Regions from separate parts of the Mus musculus genome. Here region 1 is linked to region 2. Evidence: chromatin contacts called from public promoter capture Hi-C data. All regions are on one chromosome and are shown on one strand. Each heading gives the region's core, a stretch centred on a gene start, on an enhancer-like site or on the middle of the called end of the contact. The rest is flanking DNA. Distances are from core to core; before and after follow the strand shown. Region 1 has its middle 33 kb from the start of Gm10494. Region 2 holds the start of Sult6b1 (sulfotransferase family, cytosolic, 6B, member 1).

Region 1 (5,302 bases), core at 166-2,665, 640 kb before region 2:
CAGGTCCCTATCCCTATGCAAAATAGTCCCTCGGACTAGGACGAGTGGTGACAGGCGGAGCTTGTCTGAACAAATGTCCAAATGACTTAGGAGATTTCGTTAACTAATTTTGCTAATTAACTTCTTTCAACTAACTAACTAAATAAATAAATTTCCTGGTCATTTGGTCAGTTCCAGGACCAGTGGAAGAAAACTTGGCATAGTGCTTATGGTGGAGTGAATTGGGTGCAGGGGTATTCGCTGGGATCCCCAGGGGAATACTATCCCCTGTGATGAGAGCTCCAGTATCAGGGCTCTGAGAGCCATGAGACAGGCACCCGGATGTAAGTAGCCTGGGATGGGGAAGCTGGGCACGCAGAATGAGTAGCAGTTGTTCAGGTAAACTTGACGCTGCTAGAAGACAAAGGGGATATTGAGAGGGTGTCCATCACAAAGTGAACAGCAGACTCAGGGTAACTTCTTGCAGGCAGGAGGAAGTCTGCTGGATCCCAATACAGGAAGAGGTTGGATAAGCCTCGCACACTGAATGTGAGGGAGCAGGCGTGGAGATTGATGTATAAAAGAGACTGAGGCAGGGTGCATTTGAGAACCTGGGAGACGATTTCAGGATTAAGTGATTGGATTTGCATGTGAAAACCTGTTCCTTTTGGCTTCAGGATGAAGACTGGGTTGGATGAGCATGGAAAGGGAGGTTGGTAGACTGGATAGCAGTGACTTGTAGCAATGCAGCTAGAGAACAAGGTGAGAGGAGGTAGGCTGTGAGCACTGGCCCATGACACTTATCCTGACTCTGTCCTGTGTATGTTCAGGTGGCCTCCTAGGTGTTCCGATGCCAGACCATTGCTCACCCTGTCAGAGCTCTGGTCAAATGGTCTCTGATCACCTTATAGGCCCACACATGACTGAGATCTTAAAACAGGGGTGGAGAAGAGAGAAAGGAAGACATAGTGGCCAAGAGAAGCAGACCTGTTGTCTCAAAGGCTGCTTTCTTCTTCTGTTCTCTGGAGGCTGCTAGAAGTTGGCAGATATATTATGGGTCAAGACCTACTGAGGCTGTTCCCCTTTTGTTTTTAATTTCTAGAATGTCTTAATACATGTCATTTTATCTCAGGAAATGTGTCTGCAATTTTGCAGATACACCATGCCCAGGGTGGCTCTGGCTATGTGAGAGGCTACCCGCTCACCCTGAAGTCCGGGTCACTGCCGGATCCCCTGCTAAACCCAGGCACTCCCTTGCTATGGCACAGTGACTAAGTCATGGAACTTGGTGGTGTTTTATCCAGCAGACCTGTTTTCTTGATCTGGACTCTGAAAGAGGAAGCCTTGTTGCTTCTCCTGGATACAAACCTACAGCTTCCTCCTCTGTGTGTCTGACTTCAGATAGGCTGCCTGCCACCCCACCCTGACATCTGGCTGAGCAGTAGGAATGGTGTGTGTTGGACAGAGCAATTCAGAGCTGAAAGGCCTTGGCAGAGAGGTGGGAGGCAGCTTTTCTGGCCCGAATTCCACCTACCGGCTTTGAGCCAACATTTCTTTTCCTTCCTTTTGCAAACAGCCTGTTCCCCCACAAGACCTGGACAGGGGAGAACTAATTTACATAATGGAGACTCAGGTAACAGAGATGGGACATGAGCCTTGGGCCACAAACGATGTGTTGAGTTCAGGAGCCCCACTACTTTGTGTGAGGTTTTGATAGGAGACTCGGCAGCATCTTCATCGGCTCCTGACCGTGAGCAGCCAACTCGGGAACTTCAACAATAAGCATTACTCCTGCCAAGAAAAGCTGGCTGACATCCTGGAAGGCAACACCCAGCTGCTCCCATCTTTGGCAAGAGACACAGGGCAGGCAGGAGCTCTGAAACACACAAAGACCCAACAGGCTGATGAGTACCCAGGGTTCATTAAATTTCTAGGCAGAGTTAACTTATCCTGTGTTCACATCTTGCAGGTTGAATTAAGTAGGGAGATATAGTCTCTGTGATATAGGCCTGAACAATGTACACTGGAAGAAGGCCGAGAAAGGGAACATTAATGACATAGGCTTGAATGCTACAGGTCGCATAGAGTCATTGAGTTTGTGCATGGGAAAAAAAATGAAGTCTATAGCAAAACAGAACCAGGTTGCTTCTTTTGAGTAAATGGTTAGTAGGTTCCAGTGCCAATATTCACATCTTGTTTACTATCTGACCACTTGGTCAAGGAGTAGACATGTATAGGGTACTGCTTCGTGTCCTGTTAAGGACAGATGTTGGTGATCTCCCCTTTAGGAGATCACTTATGGATAGCTTACAAACTTACTTATGGATGCTTACAATGCTTTGCTTCTGTGCACAGCCCCCACGTGACTAATCTTGAGAGCGAGGCTAACCTTACTACATTGTTGAGTTAGCCCATGCACAAGAAACAAGGGCTTTTGTATAAACTAAATTACACCATTGGGCTTTTAAAAATATATCATAAATCAACAGAAAGATTCTTCTGAAACATTTTCTGTAGGCAGCTGAGGAAGCGAGCCACAGTTCACTTGTCGCTCTCTCTACCACCATGTTCCCTGACACAGAATATCTAGGTTTGAGGTCTGGCTCATCTTGCTTCCAGTTCTGGGATGTTATTCCCGTTGCATGCCTTGACTTCACTAATGGTACAAGGGCATAAGAATGACACAACCTCAAAAGCGTAAAAATTAAGTTGGATACAATAAAGGTAAAGTATCAAGTATCTAATGACATTGTATCACACTAACACTAAGGTACCATCCTAATAGGATGATACTATGAGGGATCTGGCTTAAGCATCATGCAAAGCTATAGAACACTTAGGTTGCACACTTAGTGCCCTCTCAAACAATAAATACCTGAGAGTATATAAGCCAAAAGAAAAACACAGCAAACTACCTTAGACGTTAAGTGTGTTTTGGCAGGTGACAAACTTTCCATTTAGGTGTGCTAGAGCCCTGGATTGCCATTGCAGAAGGAGGTAACGTAACTCAGGCTGTTTTGGGTTGCAGGGACAGGAGGAAAGCAGAAGAAACCAGAGAAGTCGGGTCAATGACTTCAGCAGTGACGGCAGTCAGTGAGGAGCCACATGGGCTCTGTAGCTAGAAGAGCTCTTCGGAGCACAAAAAAACGTACATGCCTTAACTCCTTTGTATTAATGTATTGTTTACTTTTAAAATTGCTTCAAATAGTGTTTTTGATAATTTTATACCTTTATATAAGTTTGATCATCATTTATTCATCACACTCCTCCTTTATGCCCTTTCCCTGAAACTCCATCAGGAAATCTTTTACTTCCAAGAAAGTCCCTTTCTTATATCGATATCTTAAAACATTAATAATAAGCCCTGAGTTTGATTGTGATTGCTTGCAAGTGTGGGGGTCACTTCCTGAATCTTGGGATCTTGTCTGTGGTTGCATCTTGAAGAAAAACAAATCCCCATCCTTCAGCAGCCATCAAGTGGCAATCACTCCTCATAGTCCCCTAGCTATCCAGTGCTGCAGTGTTGACTGGTTTAGTCTTGGGAGGACCTTCTGCTGGCAACCATAGCTCCATGTCGTATCTATGAGTGCGTGGTCCACGTCATGCTCAGAAGTCAGCACTTCACAGGATTTCTCATCCTGCTTTAATTCTTACAACCTCTTAGCTCTCCTGAATTTTGTGATGTTCCCCGAGTCTGCAAGGAGACTGATAGAGATATCCAGGTTTAAGGCTGAGGATTCAATAGTTATTTATTCTTAGCACTTTGAGTGGTTATGAGTCTCTTCGTTGACTGCTGTTGACTACAAAACAATGCTTCTCCAGTTAAGAGCAGCACTAATCTACAGATGTAAACATACATAGCTACAAGGCATTTTGACATGCCTATTTATTAAAACAACATAAATAGGCTCCTTCTTGGGGGCCTCTGACCTTCTCAGCTGTGGTTTTTGAACAGGTTTACAGTATCGGGTATAATTTTTTTTCCCTATGTAGAAGACGTCAAATCCAATTTAGAACAGCAGTTGATTGCCTCCATGACATGCCCGCCATGACTGAGCAGTGAGCACATCTTAGTTGGCAGGTTAGTATTCTCATCTGCAAGATCCACAGCTTGGTAGGTGCGTGGACAGTCTTTCCTCCCCAGCAGCCTGCATTGCAACTTCGAGCACTTTGAAAACCTAGCCAGCAGGGAGGAAGTTTTCAAGGCAGTTCTAGCTTGATTTTTCTGTGTCCTGTGCTCAAAGTGCAGTACCTTCAGTAATATGGGCTCCCCATCTGTTCTGGTGGACATTCAAATGAATGGCAATAGCCTGTGTTGTTTTAGGCACCTCTGAGCCCTCTCTGATCAGCAAATCCATAGGGAGGTATTTCACTCCTGGTACTGGGATCTTTGCTTACCACCCCGTGGCCTTTGAGAGAAGCATTAGCCAGCCATACAGAGTAACTTTATTTAGATTCCTTTAAAAAATTCTACATTTCTAATTACTGTACAAAGTAGTGAGTTTCCATAAGACTTTTTACACATCTTTAGCATTGGTTAGACCTTTCTCTATACACTCCTCATCCGCGTATTCCCATCCCTAACTAAACCTTTCTACTCTCAGTGTTTACACCTCCCCCATCTACTTTCATATTACATGCATTCAATTATCCCTTACCTAGCTTAGGGGTTCTTCTCCTCCCACCTCCAAGAGACCCTTTCTAGCTTCTGACATCTATAATAAAATACCCTGGTTTTGTTTTGTTTTTTACCTCTGATTGAGAAACAGGTAGAAACCCAGAGCAACTTCTCCAACACTAAGAAAAGCAGAGTTAAGACGCAAGTCTAGACCTCTCATATCTGGTCCCATGTGACTTAGTACGTGAGAGAAGGCAGGAAGATGAAGGAGTAAAGCAGGACTTGTATGCCACAAGATGTCATCTACCACAAAGTCTTCTAGTCTCTCATTTTATCCACTCCATTACTTAACAAATATGTCATAGGCTGACTTTCCTACACACAGTGATGGCTGAGGCATGACTCAGTGACCATTGTTGTCCTCCCTGAGTGCACATTTTCCAGACTTCTTTTCACCAAGGCTTCTTTGGAGAATCTACAAGATCCATTAATGATTCTCATCTTTTAGCATGCTTGCAGCTCCGTCAGGTCTTAGCTACCAGTCTCTGAGTCACTAGATATGGGACGGCTTCAGGTTCTGACTAAGAAAACTAATGACATTGATGCTGGACCATTTTGAGCAGGGAAAGTGTAGTCTTCAACATATTTAAAAAAATTTTTTTTCAAGTCAATGCCACTAAACAATCTTCATTTGAGGGATACTTG
Region 2 (5,070 bases), core at 347-2,846:
ATATTTATTAAGAGCTTCAGGCACTATAGCCTGCTATTCTATAGTCAGCTATTCTAATACTGGCCTTAAGCTACTTCCCAGATATGTGGCCTATACCTGCCATCTTAGCCTCTCCCTGGCACCTCCTTCTATGTCCCAATGGCAACTCTCTGGTCCTCTGATTCTTTGGTCTTTCCCCCCAACCCCCGCCCCTCAGAAGTCCTGCCTTTTCCTTTCCTGTTCATCTATTGGCTGTTCAGCTCTTTAATTAACCAATCAGAAGGTGATGGAGAACAATGTTTTACAAAATACTGAGTCGGGAGAAACTTCATAATATTGACAATGCCAAGGTCTGACTGCAAATGGATCTGAGTGCAGAAATCAGGATTTGAATACACAGTGCAAAAAAAACAAAAAAACAAAAAAACACTATCCAACATGCTTCCCACCCACCTCTCACTCCCATACTCCTCCAACCCCCACTAAGCAGGGTTTCTCTGTGTAGCCCTGGCTGTCCTGGAACTCACTCTGTAGACCAGGCTGTCCTTGAACTCACAGAGACCTATGTGCTGCTGCCTCCTGAGTGTTGGGATTAAAGGTGCCACCACCTTACCCAGTTTCGTCAGATCTTTATTTAGCTTACTTTGCTCCTCAAAGAGATTTATGAATGCCTTGTTGTACACGTGGAGGTGAGTTACTTATCACCAGAAAAGTTTTCATCAAATTGTGCTATGCTGTATGGACTTTTTCTTTATACAGTAATCAGAATACAGTGATTTCATGCTGTAAAAAGATTATAAAAGCCAAGAGAAAGGAACTGTAAAAGAATTGGCAGCACCTTATCTTAAGGACAAGATCCAGAGGGTGGGCACATAACTTAGCCTCCCTCTCTGTGGGCCCCAGGGCCACACCACTCAGTGAGAGACAATGGTCATAGGACCCAGGATCCTAGAGAAAAGTGGTGCTGGGCAGTCCTCTGAGGAGAGCCATCAACCATCTGTCCTAGAGTCCTTGACCTGCAGGGGGGCAGAGCTCAGAGGATGGGAGATGGCCCTGCATTGAGTTCTCCCTCTCACAAAACAGTTCTCTTCTATGAACCATGGACGTACTGCTAAATGGGTGAAGACAAAACTTACAAATCTTTTAAGTTCATAAACACCAAAACTGAGCCCAGTATCCAGGAATGTCCCTAAATTGGGGCTTTAATCACTTCACTAAATTACCCTGTGATTTTAATCATCAAACTAAGTGTTTGAGAAACTGCCAATCCAAAGGAAACCAGAAGTCTCACTCTGAGAGTTTCTCATAGGAAAACTGAACGTCTGGTTTATTAAGCATCTATTTGTTAGATATTTAGTGTCTATTAATCTTCTGCTAAGAGATTTAGTTCTTCTTTTCCTGGGGTGGGATGCCTAACTCGTAATATAAGAAGCCTCTAGAGTAACAGCTCCTGAGCCTGTCCGCACCTGGGCCTCACCTTTTGCCAGGAGGATATTCAAACAGGATGAAAGAGTGAATGAGAATGGTTGATTGTTTTCCATGTGACTGGGAAAGACTATTACAAATAGTCACTCCACCTGGGTGACACAGAGTGGACACATTATCAGGGAGCCAGCATGGCTGATAAGTCCAAGTTTATCGACTACATCGATGATGCTTTAGAAAAATCAAAAGAGACAACACTTTCCCAGTTATTTCTCACCTACCAGGGGATTCCTTACCCAGTCACCATGTGCACTCAGGAAACTTTCCGAGCTTTGGATGCCTTTGAAGCCAGAAGTGATGACGTCCTGCTAGCATCCTACCCGAAGTGTGGTAAAGCGGACCTTTCCCTACGAGTGCATTTTGGAAGGAGGTGGGAGAGGGCGAAGGTGGGAAGGAGGAGGTTCGTTTCCACATGGAACACACTGGAAATCAGCAGGGAGGAGACCAGGACAGGAGAGTGCATGCGTTACAAAGTCAACAACTGAGACAGCTTGAGATATAGCTTCCTGGAGGTCAGGGTGCAGAGGTCACGGCAGATGATGGAATGAGTGGTGGGAGGCAGCATGGCGGGGTCAGAATAACAAAATGTGACTATTTTTGACAGATAATGAAGGATGTCATTTCTGTCATTTATATAATGGTTTCCATGTGGTGAGGTTGTTTTTTTTAATCCAGGATCTAACACTAATTCTCTGGTTTCTCAAATCAGTTTTAGAAGGTCCGTCATCAGTGGCGGAAAAAGATTGGAGGATAAAGATTAAGAATCTAACTTACTCTACTGTACATTATCTACTTTTTCTGTTTGAGTCTTTGCTTGTTTTAATTGAGGTTCAGGCTGACCTAGAACTTACGTCTTCTGCTTCGGCCTCTAGCTTGGGTTATGGGTGTGAGCTATTCCACCCTCTGGCAGCATCTGCTACTGATTCTTTCAACTGTTACTTACGAAAGCCCATTTCTTTGAACACTTTTCTGTTACTTAATGCTGGACTTTTATAAAATCGAGGTCATATACTCCTGTAGCTTAATTGCGGAGGAAATATAGTATATAAACCCAACATTTCTCTAGCATAATATTCTTCTTTAAGAAACATATTCTATTTTCAAAATGAGTCATGTCAAGGAGACATCTGAGGTTTATGTGGTGTCAAATGTCTGGAATCTCAATACTCATGAGGCTGAGACAGGGGACTCATGAATTAGAAGCCAATGTGGGGTACACTGTACCCTGCCCTCAAAAGAAAGGAAGAGTGGGAGGGAGCGGGGAAGGGAAAGGAAAGATGAATTTTATAAGTTCACTAAATTCCCTGTTAATACACACAAATGCTCTTTGCTCCCAAATTATTTTTTCCCAGTATCTAGGTTCTTTCAACCTCTAAAGAAGCAAATGCAGACATCATGGGAGAGTTGAAAATGTAAAATTTCCTCATCTATATGAGAAGGTGAAATGTCTTTGTTATAAGACTCCTTGATGAGCTTCTGTTTTCTGTTTGTTTTTCTTACAGGTTCAAACTGGATTCTCCATATTGTCAGTGAATTAATATTTGCCGTTTCTAAAAAGAAATACGCATGTCCAGAATTTCCAGTTCTTGAATGTGGTGACGCCGAGAAATATCAGGTTGGTACCCAAAGTCTTTCAAGGTACAGCACACAATCCCAGGGGGATTTCTTTCACTCTGGAGTCTTCCCTTCTGGGTTCAGAAAGTATTAATAGGGTGCTCACAATGATCACTGATCAGGAGTTATTGCTTGTTTACCATATTCTCAGGCCTCTTCCAGTATTATCTCATTTTTCTTACAAAACAACTTTATCACCAGTTGACAAAGGATGAAATTGCCAACCTTGCCCAAGATGAAGATAATAAATGGCAAGGCCAAAAATGGAATCTGAGCTTTCTGATTCGAGCTCTTGAAAGAATTTAATATACAGCTATTCTTACGAATAGTAGCAATTCTTTTAACTTGACGCGCAAGTAATCTGAGAACACCCAGGACAGGAACTAAGCCCAAGAGTTACAGGCACGGGTAGGATGCTAGGCAGAGGCATTTTCAATTTCCTTGCCTTCATTACAGCTGCTGTGTACGTGACCAGTGAGGAATAGCGAAGGGGTAGTTAGGTCAGACAAGCCTCCGATGAGGATGAGCCTTGAAAGCGCTTACAGAGCTCTCAGCCTATTAGCATTGCTCTCTCTCTCTCTCTCATCAGAATTGGCTGGGACACTGCATTCGGGAATCTCTGCTTACTGCCCAGGGAGGAAGGGGTAAGAGGTAGGCTCTGCTTTGGGATCTTATGCTTAGACACAGCAGGAAGATGATGAACCGCCCTCTGCTGGCCTCATACAGGGAGGAAGGAAGGCTGGACCCAGGGGAAACCATTCCTGTAAAACCCCGGAAGTACTAACCACCAAGTTTCTCTATGGAGAAAGTCCCATGGGGACTTGCGGGGACAGCTTCTGGGAAGTGACCACACTCTACAGCTTGACGAATACAAACGTCAAGTTCCCAAAGGTTAAAGGGAGCCCATTTCCATGGATTGGGGAAAGTAACAGCAGAAAAATGAAGTTTGAATGGCAGCTGTTTGAGACTTGAGCATGAGTGGGAGGCAAGCCGCAAATCCCGGTGCGCAGGCAGCCACCCACTGCACCTCAAGGTGCAAAAGAGAGTTCAGAGGCCATTAAGGCCCAGCGTCCCAAACTTGGGGAGGGTTGTTATGCTCGAGGGCATCCAATGAAGGCTCAGACAGCAGGGGCTCAGGCTTTAGGGCTAGGAGAACGCACGGACGGACTCGTGAGCTTTTGCTAAGGGAAGAGATGGGACACCTAGAGAAAAGCCAAACAACTGTCATGTAACCTTGCTCCTAATGAGGACATTTGGTATTGCTTTAGAAGTGATACTAACGTGTGCCCAGCTTTCTAACCTTTATTTTAAAAACCTATTATGTCCTGGGTCAGGATCTTTTTTTTTTTTTTTTTTTACTTTATTTGCCAATGTTATTACCTACCTTCAGCACAAACGGGCTTGTCTTAGGTTTGAAATAGGATTTGGACTGTCGGCTTGTACGTTATACATGAGATTCCTCTTCTTCTCCTCCTTCTCCTTCTCCTCCTCCTCCTCCTCCTTCTTCTTCCTTCTGGTTTATTTATTTATTTATTTATTTATTTATTTATTTATTTAATGTGTATGGGTACACTGTAGCTGTCTCCAGACACACCAGAAGAGGGCATCTGGTTTATTTATTTATTTATTTATTTATTTATTTATTTATTTATTTAATGTGTATGGGTACACTGTAGCTGTCTCCAGACACACCAGAAGAGGGCATCAGATTGCATTATAGATGGTTGTGTGCCACCATGTGGTTGCTGGGAATTGAACTCAGGACCTGTGGAAGAGCAGTCAGTGCTCTTAACCATTGAGCCATCTCACCAGCCTGCCAGTCTAGGTTCTTGACATGTGAGGATTTGCCTCTGAACTTGAGTATCCTTGGAGTCTCTCTTCCTCTCCTAGAAGATGTGGTATTCCTGCTCCTCATGTGAGATCCAAAGTTATGTTTTAAGTTTTAATGACTGTGTTTAAGAGTTCCATGAAACAAAATGCTTCTAACCTTTA

What was found. Promoter capture Hi-C pulls out the DNA fragments that hold promoters and counts their contacts.
Region 1: a promoter capture Hi-C map of neural stem cells shows a contact between it and region 2. The contact joins the enhancer-like site here to the promoter of Sult6b1 in region 2. A contact is called at or near these places in 5 of 39 promoter capture datasets (the 3T3-L1 cell line, the SN4741 cell line, cranial neural crest and 2 more), 3 of 115 datasets of contacts at active chromatin or transcription factors (bone marrow-derived macrophages, large pre-B cells and stem cell-derived neural progenitor cells) and 1 of 9 other capture datasets (macrophages).

Annotation. Positions count from the first base shown.
Region 1 is chr17:79,540,519-79,545,820 of GRCm38.p6, reverse strand. No RefSeq gene overlaps it. Among named protein-coding and RNA genes, the nearest start is that of Gm10494, 33 kb to the right of the region's middle. Within about 2 kb of position 1,415, at least 74 of the 459 cell types and tissues checked have an H3K27ac peak or open chromatin away from gene starts, as enhancers often do. A contact at or near this core is called in neural stem cells, where this site is marked.
Region 2 is chr17:78,903,518-78,908,587 of GRCm38.p6, reverse strand. It overlaps Sult6b1 (sulfotransferase family, cytosolic, 6B, member 1), which reads left to right and starts at 1,596. Exons shown (of 7, transcript NM_001163625.2): 1 at 1,596-1,794; 2 at 2,967-3,079. The coding sequence starts at 1,596.